Regions from separate parts of the Mus musculus genome. Here all the other regions are linked to region 3. The links are chromatin contacts, called in public HiChIP or PLAC-seq maps. All regions are on one chromosome and are shown on one strand. The core of a region is the stretch at or near the end of the contact, and the rest is flanking DNA. Distances in the headings are between cores, read along the strand shown.

What was found. HiChIP or PLAC-seq counts read pairs in DNA pulled down with a chosen protein or histone mark.
Region 1: a CTCF HiChIP or PLAC-seq map of CD8 T cells shows a contact between it and region 3, with 8 read pairs. The contact joins the enhancer-like site here to the promoter of Ppif in region 3. A contact is called at or near these places in 7 of 39 promoter capture datasets (cranial neural crest, frontonasal cranial neural crest, hematopoietic stem and progenitor cells and 4 more), 1 of 15 datasets of contacts at CTCF or cohesin (CD8 T cells), 2 of 484 Hi-C or Micro-C datasets (bone marrow-derived macrophages and nephron progenitors), 6 of 115 datasets of contacts at active chromatin or transcription factors (CD8 T cells, the SCID.adh cell line, double positive thymocytes and 2 more) and 2 of 9 other capture datasets (embryonic stem cells and pancreatic islet).
Region 2: a contact with region 3 is called in an H3K4me3 HiChIP or PLAC-seq map of embryonic stem cells, with 34 read pairs. The contact joins the promoter of Zcchc24 here to the promoter of Ppif in region 3. A contact is called at or near these places in 1 of 39 promoter capture datasets (embryonic stem cells), 11 of 484 Hi-C or Micro-C datasets (the C2C12 cell line, embryonic fibroblasts, embryonic stem cells and 6 more), 8 of 115 datasets of contacts at active chromatin or transcription factors (the SCID.adh cell line, bone marrow-derived dendritic cells, effector CD8 T cells and 3 more) and 3 of 9 other capture datasets (adipose tissue, embryonic stem cells and liver).

The regions. Positions count from the first base shown.
Region 1 is chr14:25,627,556-25,630,255 of GRCm38.p6, forward strand. The region is part of intron 6 of Zmiz1 (zinc finger, MIZ-type containing 1); the gene reads left to right. Among named protein-coding and RNA genes, the nearest start is that of Gm45915, 25 kb to the left of the region's middle. Within about 2 kb of position 1,301, at least 40 of the 459 cell types and tissues checked have an H3K27ac peak or open chromatin away from gene starts, as enhancers often do. A contact at or near this core is called in CD8 T cells and memory CD8 T cells, where this site is marked.
Region 2 is chr14:25,767,629-25,770,328 of GRCm38.p6, forward strand. It overlaps Zcchc24 (zinc finger, CCHC domain containing 24), which reads right to left and starts at 1,444. Exons shown (of 4, transcript NM_001101433.2): 1 at 983-1,444. The coding sequence starts at 1,228.
Region 3 is chr14:25,692,827-25,695,526 of GRCm38.p6, forward strand. It overlaps Ppif (peptidylprolyl isomerase F (cyclophilin F)), which reads left to right and starts at 1,344. Exons shown (of 6, transcript NM_134084.1): 1 at 1,344-1,597; 2 at 2,647-2,677. The coding sequence starts at 1,406.

The sequences.
Region 1 (2,700 bases), core at 51-2,550, 65 kb before region 3:
TGACCTGATGGTAATGGGAAATGTGCAGGGAACTTTTCAGACTGGGTTCTTCTGAGGCCCCCAGAGGCTCAACTCTTCAGGAATCTTCTTGAGTCTCCTCTTGCTCAGCCCCGGACAGCCTCCACAAGGCAAGGAACAGCCAAACCGGTTTGGGAATCAGCCTTGCAGGCTCTAAGGTTCCTCAGAGTTCAGTTCCCAGGGTGTGTTCACACACCTAGAGACTCCAGCTTCTGTCACCCATAGAGCCCTTGGGAAGAGGGAGTGTTCTAGAGGCAGGGGTGGAGGTGGGAGGAGTAGCCTGAAGCTACTCCAGGCTGGGTCACTCCATAGGATTCTTTAAGCACACACTGTCCCAGCCTGAGGAGCAGTTAGGGGACCAGACCTGACCAGTCCTGGCCTGTGGGGCCTAAGCTTCTATAAGAATGAGGGATAAATGGAAGGGTTCCCAGCCAGTGTGTCAGCAGGCAGCTTCTGCCATCTTGCCTCTCACACCACACAGTGCCGGGGCTGGCAAAGCAGGGAACAGAAGGTGAGAGTGATCTGGGAAAACCAGAAGCTTAGGCCAACACCTTACTGAGAAAGGCCTGGCAAGAGTGTGGCAATTCCTCAGGAGTACTTCCTCCACAGAAAACCAGGGGCTTTTGTCAGCACCACCAAAGTCCAGCTCCCTGTGACCACCAAGAAGTCCTGACCCCCTGTTGCTAAGGCTGCCAAGTTCTTCCCACCTACCCACACACCCTCCTGAACTTAGAAAGGGACAAAAGCCACTCTTGGCCACACAGGTATTGAGCTCAGCTCAGATGAGAAACTAGGATGGTACTTCAGTGTCTCCTAGTGATGGGTTTGATGTCCCAGATGAGGGACATAAAAGGGAAGTCCTAGGTACCAGTGGCAGGGTCATTGTCCTGATCTTCTGAATCCACCCACACCCCTTGCCCCCTTCCTCCAATACAGTATAGCTCTTGGGCAGACCTCAAGGCATGGGAGTCAAACTGAGAGTGTGAAGTAGCTGGGGAGGGGGTGGGGGAAGGAAGCGTGGTGGCTGGCAGATCTTCCCCATCCACTGCAGCAGGGTGAGTAGGGTCAGAATGGCCACCCTTCCTGTAGACAAATGTGCCTGCAGAGCCTAAGGCTGCTTTACCGGATCAGTGACTCAGAGCTACCTGCCCCAGCCCAAGACTAGAATCTCCTTCATGGTCACGGGGTTCCTTTGTGGGTTCCTCCCAAGGCAGAGAGTGGGACCATTCCTCCATTGCTGGGGCCCCCCTACAGAGGCCAGCAGGAAGGAAGCCAAGAGACAGCTCTGCAGACATTTCAGTTCCTCAGGACACAAGTCCAACCTACTGACTCTTACAAGGGAGCCATGCCATGAGAGCAGGAGGCCTGGCTCCTGGTGCCCTCCCACGCCCTTCAGGGCACAATAGGGTAAATGCCAAGAGCCTTTCAGAGATGGTCTGTGTGGACAGGCCCTGTGCTCAGTGCCCCTACAGAGGGTGAGCCTCAATAGGCTGGCACAAGAGATGAGGCGGGAGTAGGTAGAGATCAAGGTGAAACGTGGGTCGGAGGTCAGCCTTGTAGAGAAGCACTGGATGTGGCCACTGTTGGGTGCCAGAGATGGCACTGCCCACCCCAGGGAGTATCAAACATAAAGGTGCCAAGTGGACAGCTTTGAGCATCTGTGTATGTTTATGTGATTCTCCTAGAGTGTGGGAAAGACAGACCCACAAGGGACCAGGTTCGTTTTCTGTTTGTCAGATGTCTCAGCCTTGGAAGGCCTTCAGAGGAAGGCAACAGGGAAAACCAGTGAATTTATCCTGCAGGATACTCCACTTGCCAGAATCTGAATTTGTTTAATGTTGACCTCAGGAGGGAGGAAGCCTGATGCTTCTCCTGTGAGCTTCCACAGTTAAGCCTGGTCTATTGCCTCGAGAATCCTCAGATCCTTGTCTGTAAACAAGAGGAGTTTTGCTGTCTCACCATTTCACACGCAGAATGAAGGGGTGAGCCGAGGCCTGTGAATCCCTGATACGTTCTAGAGTGGCCAGCCCAGGCTAGAGACTCCCAGCCACCTGGTTTTGGGACCAAGACTTTGTGCTTGGGAGATGAAAGAGGAGAAGGTGAGAGTGTGATCTGGCCCCACCTAGAGGGATAAGAGGTGGCCTTTCCTCTGTGGGTACCACATAGTGGATGTACAGACACCATCAGCACTGGTGCCAGGACAGATGACATGAAGGTGGCAGCTGTCCTTAAGTCACCTACGCTGTTGTTTCTGTAAGAGGCTTATATTTATAAAGTCTCATTAGCCGTCCGTGGCTATGCATGGCATGAAATGTGTCAGTGGACTCTGTGATAGGTTTTATCTGGTGACAGTGCCATGGAGACTGGCTTGCAGTCCGGGAGGGGCCTTGCACCAGCTCTACAGCCTGGCTTTCAGATGGAGTGCTTGATGACTGACCGTCTCCCATACTCTCATGTACCGAGCTATTTCTGTCTGTGCCGCACTGCAACCTGTTAGTCATGTGTTGGCTGCGTAGTTCTTACTAAATGCTATGCCAAGTGCTAGGACTATGCAAGGGGCCGCTCCAGTCTCATGTCTAACCCCTGGGTAGCCTGTCTCCTGGCCCCATTTGCTTCCATTCAGCTTATCCTGTCTATCCAAAGCAGGGTGGGTTGGTGACAGACACGTTGGGAGACAGGCAC
Region 2 (2,700 bases), core at 194-2,693, 75 kb after region 3:
CCTGCGTCTTTTAGCAGAGGGAAACCACAGGGGGCAAGGGAAAGGCACAGAGGGTATTGGCAATTTCCAAAATGGAGCAAACGGATGTGGGGTGCCATTAGTAGATGGATTCTGGGAAGGCTCTGGATAAGACCCGCAAAGGAGGCTGGGAGGTCACGGCCACCTGTGTATTTATCTAGCTGGTAACATGCACTGTCCAGTAGACTTTGTAACCGAATCCATTGAGCAGGCAGCCTTTGCAACACATCCCAGGTTTTGGGAGAAGGCACTAGGCAGCTGGAGCCCTCCCATCGCCACAGCCTAACCCTCCCCCCCCCGCCCCCCAAGGATTTCCCTTTCATTTCCTTCCAGCCTGGGAAGGCAGGGGACAGAACAGTCTGCTAGGTCAAGCCCTCAGAAACCACTTCCTATGTGCCTGGGGGAGGGCAAGCAGCTGCAGGGTGGATCTAGGGGTTCCCAAGTGGTGGGAACAGGAGAAAAAGCCCCTGGAAGAGCAACTACTTTCCAGGGAGCCCTCCAGGTTAAGAACTATGGAGGTCGGTGGGAGGATTCTTTTAGGCCCTTTCAGAGTTCAGAGCAGGTTCTGCAATCCTCCGTCCCAGAGAATGGCAGCCAGAAAAGTTCATAAGGTTGGGCGAAGGAAAGACTAGGAAGGGGCTCCCCGCCCTAGCCGCACCCCGGCAGTCTGCAGAGAATCCGGAGACACCCTTGAGCCTGCTTACTAGGAGCAGGGCTCCAAACTCGGAGAGGGGGCGGGAGGGCCCTGCCCAGGCCTGAGCTGCTCCGGGAGGCTCTGCCGGGAGGTGACGCGCTCCTGGTGCCCCAGGGACTTCGGGCGGCAAATTTGGCAGAGCTGATCGAAGTCAAGCCAAGCCGAACTGGGCAATGCGGGGCCGGCTTGGGCCATGCCAGGAAGAGCGGAACAGATAGAAGAGGGGCCTGAAACAGTGAGCGCCGGGCTGGCGCGCGCTGGGGCACCCACCTCTCCGCGCTGCAGCTGGAAGACGCTGTTAAGATAACTGGAGTGCAGGGGAGAACCCAGCTGCTCCGGGCGGCCCTTGCCGAAGGCCAGCTCCGGGGGCGCGGCGCCGGCGGGAGGCTCGGGCCGGAAGGCATCGAAGGCACTAGCCTGGTGTGTGTCCTGAAGCGACAGGTAGACCCAGTTGAGTAGCTGGGCTGGCTGGTACACCGAGGCGGCGCTCGTGTCGATGGCAGACAGCAGGCTCATTTTGCCGTGGCGGTGCCGGCCCCTCCCCGGCCGCCCGCTCGCGCCCCCCTCCCGGCGGAGGGGCGGGCACCGGGGAGCCTGTGCCCACTGCCAGCCGCCCCGGCCCCGACGGCTATCCGCCCCGCGTCCCGCGCCCCGCGCGTTGCCCGCAGCCGCCCGCCGCCGCCGCCGCCTCCCCGAACTGCAGCAGTGGGCGCGCACGGGCGGAGGAAAGAGGCAGAGAAAGTTGGGCAGGAAACTTTTGGCCCCGCCCCGCCTGCTGCCAGCCCCGCCTCGCCCGGGGATCCGCTATCTGCCTCTGCGCTGACCCCTCCGGGGACCGCTCCTAGGGTGGGGTCCACAGAGACCCCGCCCCACCCCGGCCAGTTCGGTCCTATCCTCGCTCCCCCATTGGTTGTCTTATTGAATATGAATGTGGGGGAGGGGCAAGACAAGAAAGAAGGCGGGTCCGCACATGTAGCACGCCGCCGACCCCCACACCAGGAGCGGCCCCTCCCGAATTTCCCCCCTCCGCCCCGGGGTCAGCTCAGCTCCCCAGCCTAGGAGCTCAGAATCAATTGGGCCCAAACATTCAGTTGGTTCTACTGTATGCTGGTTCCCATCACTTCCCAGGAGCTCTCTAGTTAATTAGGCGTTTGCAGCTTTTCCTTCTCCCAGTCCCTCCTCTTGCTGTTAGTCCGATTGTGTTTCTGTGACTGTCTCGATGTTCTCTAACGACACTTTAAACGTGTCTCGTTTGAAGCTTCCTTCTGTCTCCCTCGCTTCCCTCAAACACACACACACACACACACACACACACACACACACACACACACTCACACACACACACACACACTCACACACACACACACACACACACACACACACACACACACACTCCTCGCGCTATCACCATAGGACCCTCCCCCTCCCACTTAATTCCTTCCATCTGCAGAATCGTTTTGCGGACAGCCTGCGCTGAGGGGGGCCCCAGGTTCCTGCCCAAGGAAGGGCTCCCCTTCTCCTCCCCCCTTACACCCCCTCCCATCTCTTCCACTTCTCCTGTTTCTACTCCAGGCTGGCTTTTCTCTCCTCTTCTGCTCCCTGGGTCCAGCGTCAGCTCTCCCTAGTGTCTTGAAGGGGTTCCAGGACCCTGGCCTACAAGATCTCGGAAACCCACATTTTCCTGGAGGAGCCCGCATTAGCCAGTGGCTTCCCAGATCCTGAGGCCTTCATTCACCTCACAGTCCCAGAATGGTGTGTGCTGCCCCATATCCTGGGACCCAAGAACCAGGTCCAACCTCTCAGTGCCAACTCAGAGGAACTGACTGCCCTATGGGGACTCAAGTCACCTTCACCTCATTTGGCCCTGAAGCCATTCAGCCTGGTGTTAAAATGCCAGTAAATGGACTTCTGATGAGCCACCTCCCCTCTGCCAACCAGCCTGTGTTCTCTGTACTATGGGAATGATTATATTCATACTGGGTAGCTGT
Region 3 (2,700 bases), core at 94-2,593:
AAAAGACGGGGCCCTATGTGGGGTTGGGTGAGACCCACCCTAGACTAGGGACTGGTATACAACCCATCAAGGCCAGTAGCACAAAGCAGAGAGCTGTGGACCATCACAAGAGGGTTCAGGCTGCCATGTGTGAGGCGGGGAGCATGCCCTGATTTCATAGACTACTTGGACCAGCATGGCTTCTCCACACACACACACCCCCCAACTGAATCTTGGGTGGGACAGGCCAGGCTCCCCGGCTCCTAAGGCTCTCAGCTCCTTTCCTGCTCCCGCCTCTCAGGACCTTGGGACCTTGCACTGGAGATTCCCCGCTATGCTCTGAGCACACAGTCTAGGCTATGCCCATCGCTGTTGAACACAGAACAGCATTTAACAGTTAACAAATGCTTCTCTCTCTTGTTTGTTTATCCTCAGAACAGGTATGAGTAGAAAGCAGGGTAATTTCTCATCGCTTCCTTGGTTGCAGGACTGGCTGAATCCAGCAGTAGGGAACCAGGGTTTTCTAGCCCTAGTTAGAGCCTTTTTCTCTTTCTGAGCCTCAGTTTCCTAACTGTGTTGGCTCACATGCTCTCGCTGGCTGGCATTCATTTGATTCCCAGGCTGGTGCTGTGCCCAGTGCACCAGGGTTTAAAGTCCTGCCTGTGGCTCTTCTGCAGGCTCCTTTCCTTTTATATCACACACTGCCAACTTCCTGGCATCCCTAGAGAATGGTTGCTTAGGAAGTTACCTGCAGGTGTGGTGCAGTTGGCAAGGAAGTTTATTCCAGGTGAATGTAAATCTAGGGGGCATTCCAGGGGGTGTAAATCTAGCCCCGCACTCTGCTGGCCTGGCTGGAGGTGGTGGGAACAGACAAGGGCTGTCAGAGTGGGCTGGGACTGAGGCCTGGCAGATGCACTATTGGTTCGGCAAACTGTATTTTCAGTCCTGGCGGAGGATCTGGTCTCTAGAAGCAAAAGGAGACAAACTCAGCCCTGGAGCCGGCAGCCTGAGGTCACCTTGTGGGTGTCTTAGACTGTATCTCTGCTTCTCTGTTCTTTCTGTTATCTCTCCCTTTCTGAGCCACCTCAGATTCCCCCACCTACACCCCCCCACGTCTTTCTGAATCTCAGGATCAACCTTTCTCTTGATCTAGAAGCACTTTCAAAGGACTTCCGGCTCAGTGTGTAGGGATGGAGGGCGGGGCACAACGCACGAGCCGATTACGCTGCCAGCGGCAACCGGCAGGGGACGCTAGCGAACAGGTTCCGAGGGGGCGCGGCGGAGGCGTGGAGGGGGGCGTGGTCTCGAAGCCAGCCGACCAATAAAGGCGGCGGCGCGCGGCCTAGGTATCGCTTCCTGGGTCGTACGACCTTGCCTGTGTCTGCTCTGAGTTCTTCCGCGCGCCCTCGCCCGACCCGCGACAGCGATGCTAGCGCTGCGTTGCGGCCCCCGCCTGCTCGGTCTGCTCTCCGGCCCGCGCTCCGCGCCGCTGCTCCTCTCCGCGACCCGTACCTGCAGCGACGGCGGAGCCCGCGGCGCGAACTCTTCCTCCGGGAACCCGCTCGTGTACTTGGACGTGGGCGCCGATGGACAGCCGCTCGGCCGCGTGGTGCTGGAGGTGAGGCTTGGACATTTGGAAAACCTGGACTTCCCGGGCCCTGTACTGTGCCTGGCACATCAGGTGACCTTGAGCCTCAGTTTCCCTCTCTCAGAAGAGGCGGCATCAGCTTGGTCCGTTCGGGGCTTTTCAAAACCCTGGGGGGTGTGGAGGAAAAGGTCAAGGTCAGATCGTACTGAGTGACAGCCCACTGACCGGCCTGGACCGACGTTGGGCTTCCTAGACCCTCTGCGTCCGAGGTTGGACCCAGAGCTCTGGGGTGGGTAGCTGAGGTCCAGGTGTTGCCAGGTGCTCACGTGGTGGCCTGAGCGCACTCCGGATCCGCCCCCAAGGCCTGGTTGCCTAAGAGGAGACACAGGGAATGCAAGTGAGAAGGTTCTGGCTGCCCAAGCCCTCTCCATTCCCTGAGATTTGACCCTTAAAAAGAAAAGTAGGAAACAGACACCAAGGTTATCAGGAGGCCATCCCAGGAGCCTTTAGGCTGTTCTGCTTTGAACAAAGGTACCAGTTAGACTGCCGATCTACTGGGGGAGGGGAGCTGGCATTTTTTATTATGCCTCATTTTCCTCGTTTGGAAAATGAGGAGTACCTCCCCAACTCTGTTTGGTGAAGAGGGATTCTTAAGAGAAGTTGAGAGGCATGAGGCAGGCTTGGATGACGGTCCCCTCCTTCCCTTCTGTGAGCCTCAGTTTCCCCCAGCACTGAGGAAGGTCAGCTAATTCTAATGTGATACTTACTCTTGGTCCAGGGACTCATGCCGAGGGCCTCCAGCTGACATTTCTGTCCCGGAAGTGGGCCAGGATGGCACTAGTTTCTTCGGATAAGAAACTAAGGCTGTCTCAAGCAAGCTTTGGTTGGGTTCAGGAAGCAGCTGGCAGAAACGATAGTGGCTTTGGCAGTTCCGAGGAGGGTTGGTGGTCATGGAAGGGAATGGCCCTGTTCTTCTTTGTCATGATGCCCTGGCCTCTGGGTGTGAATGGTGAGGGGGATCTTTTTTGCACCTGCTTCTGGACTGACCATCCTTTTCTGTTCCTTTTCCTTCACCATAGTTAAAGGCAGATGTCGTGCCAAAGACTGCAGGTAAGGCTTACGTGGAAAGTGAG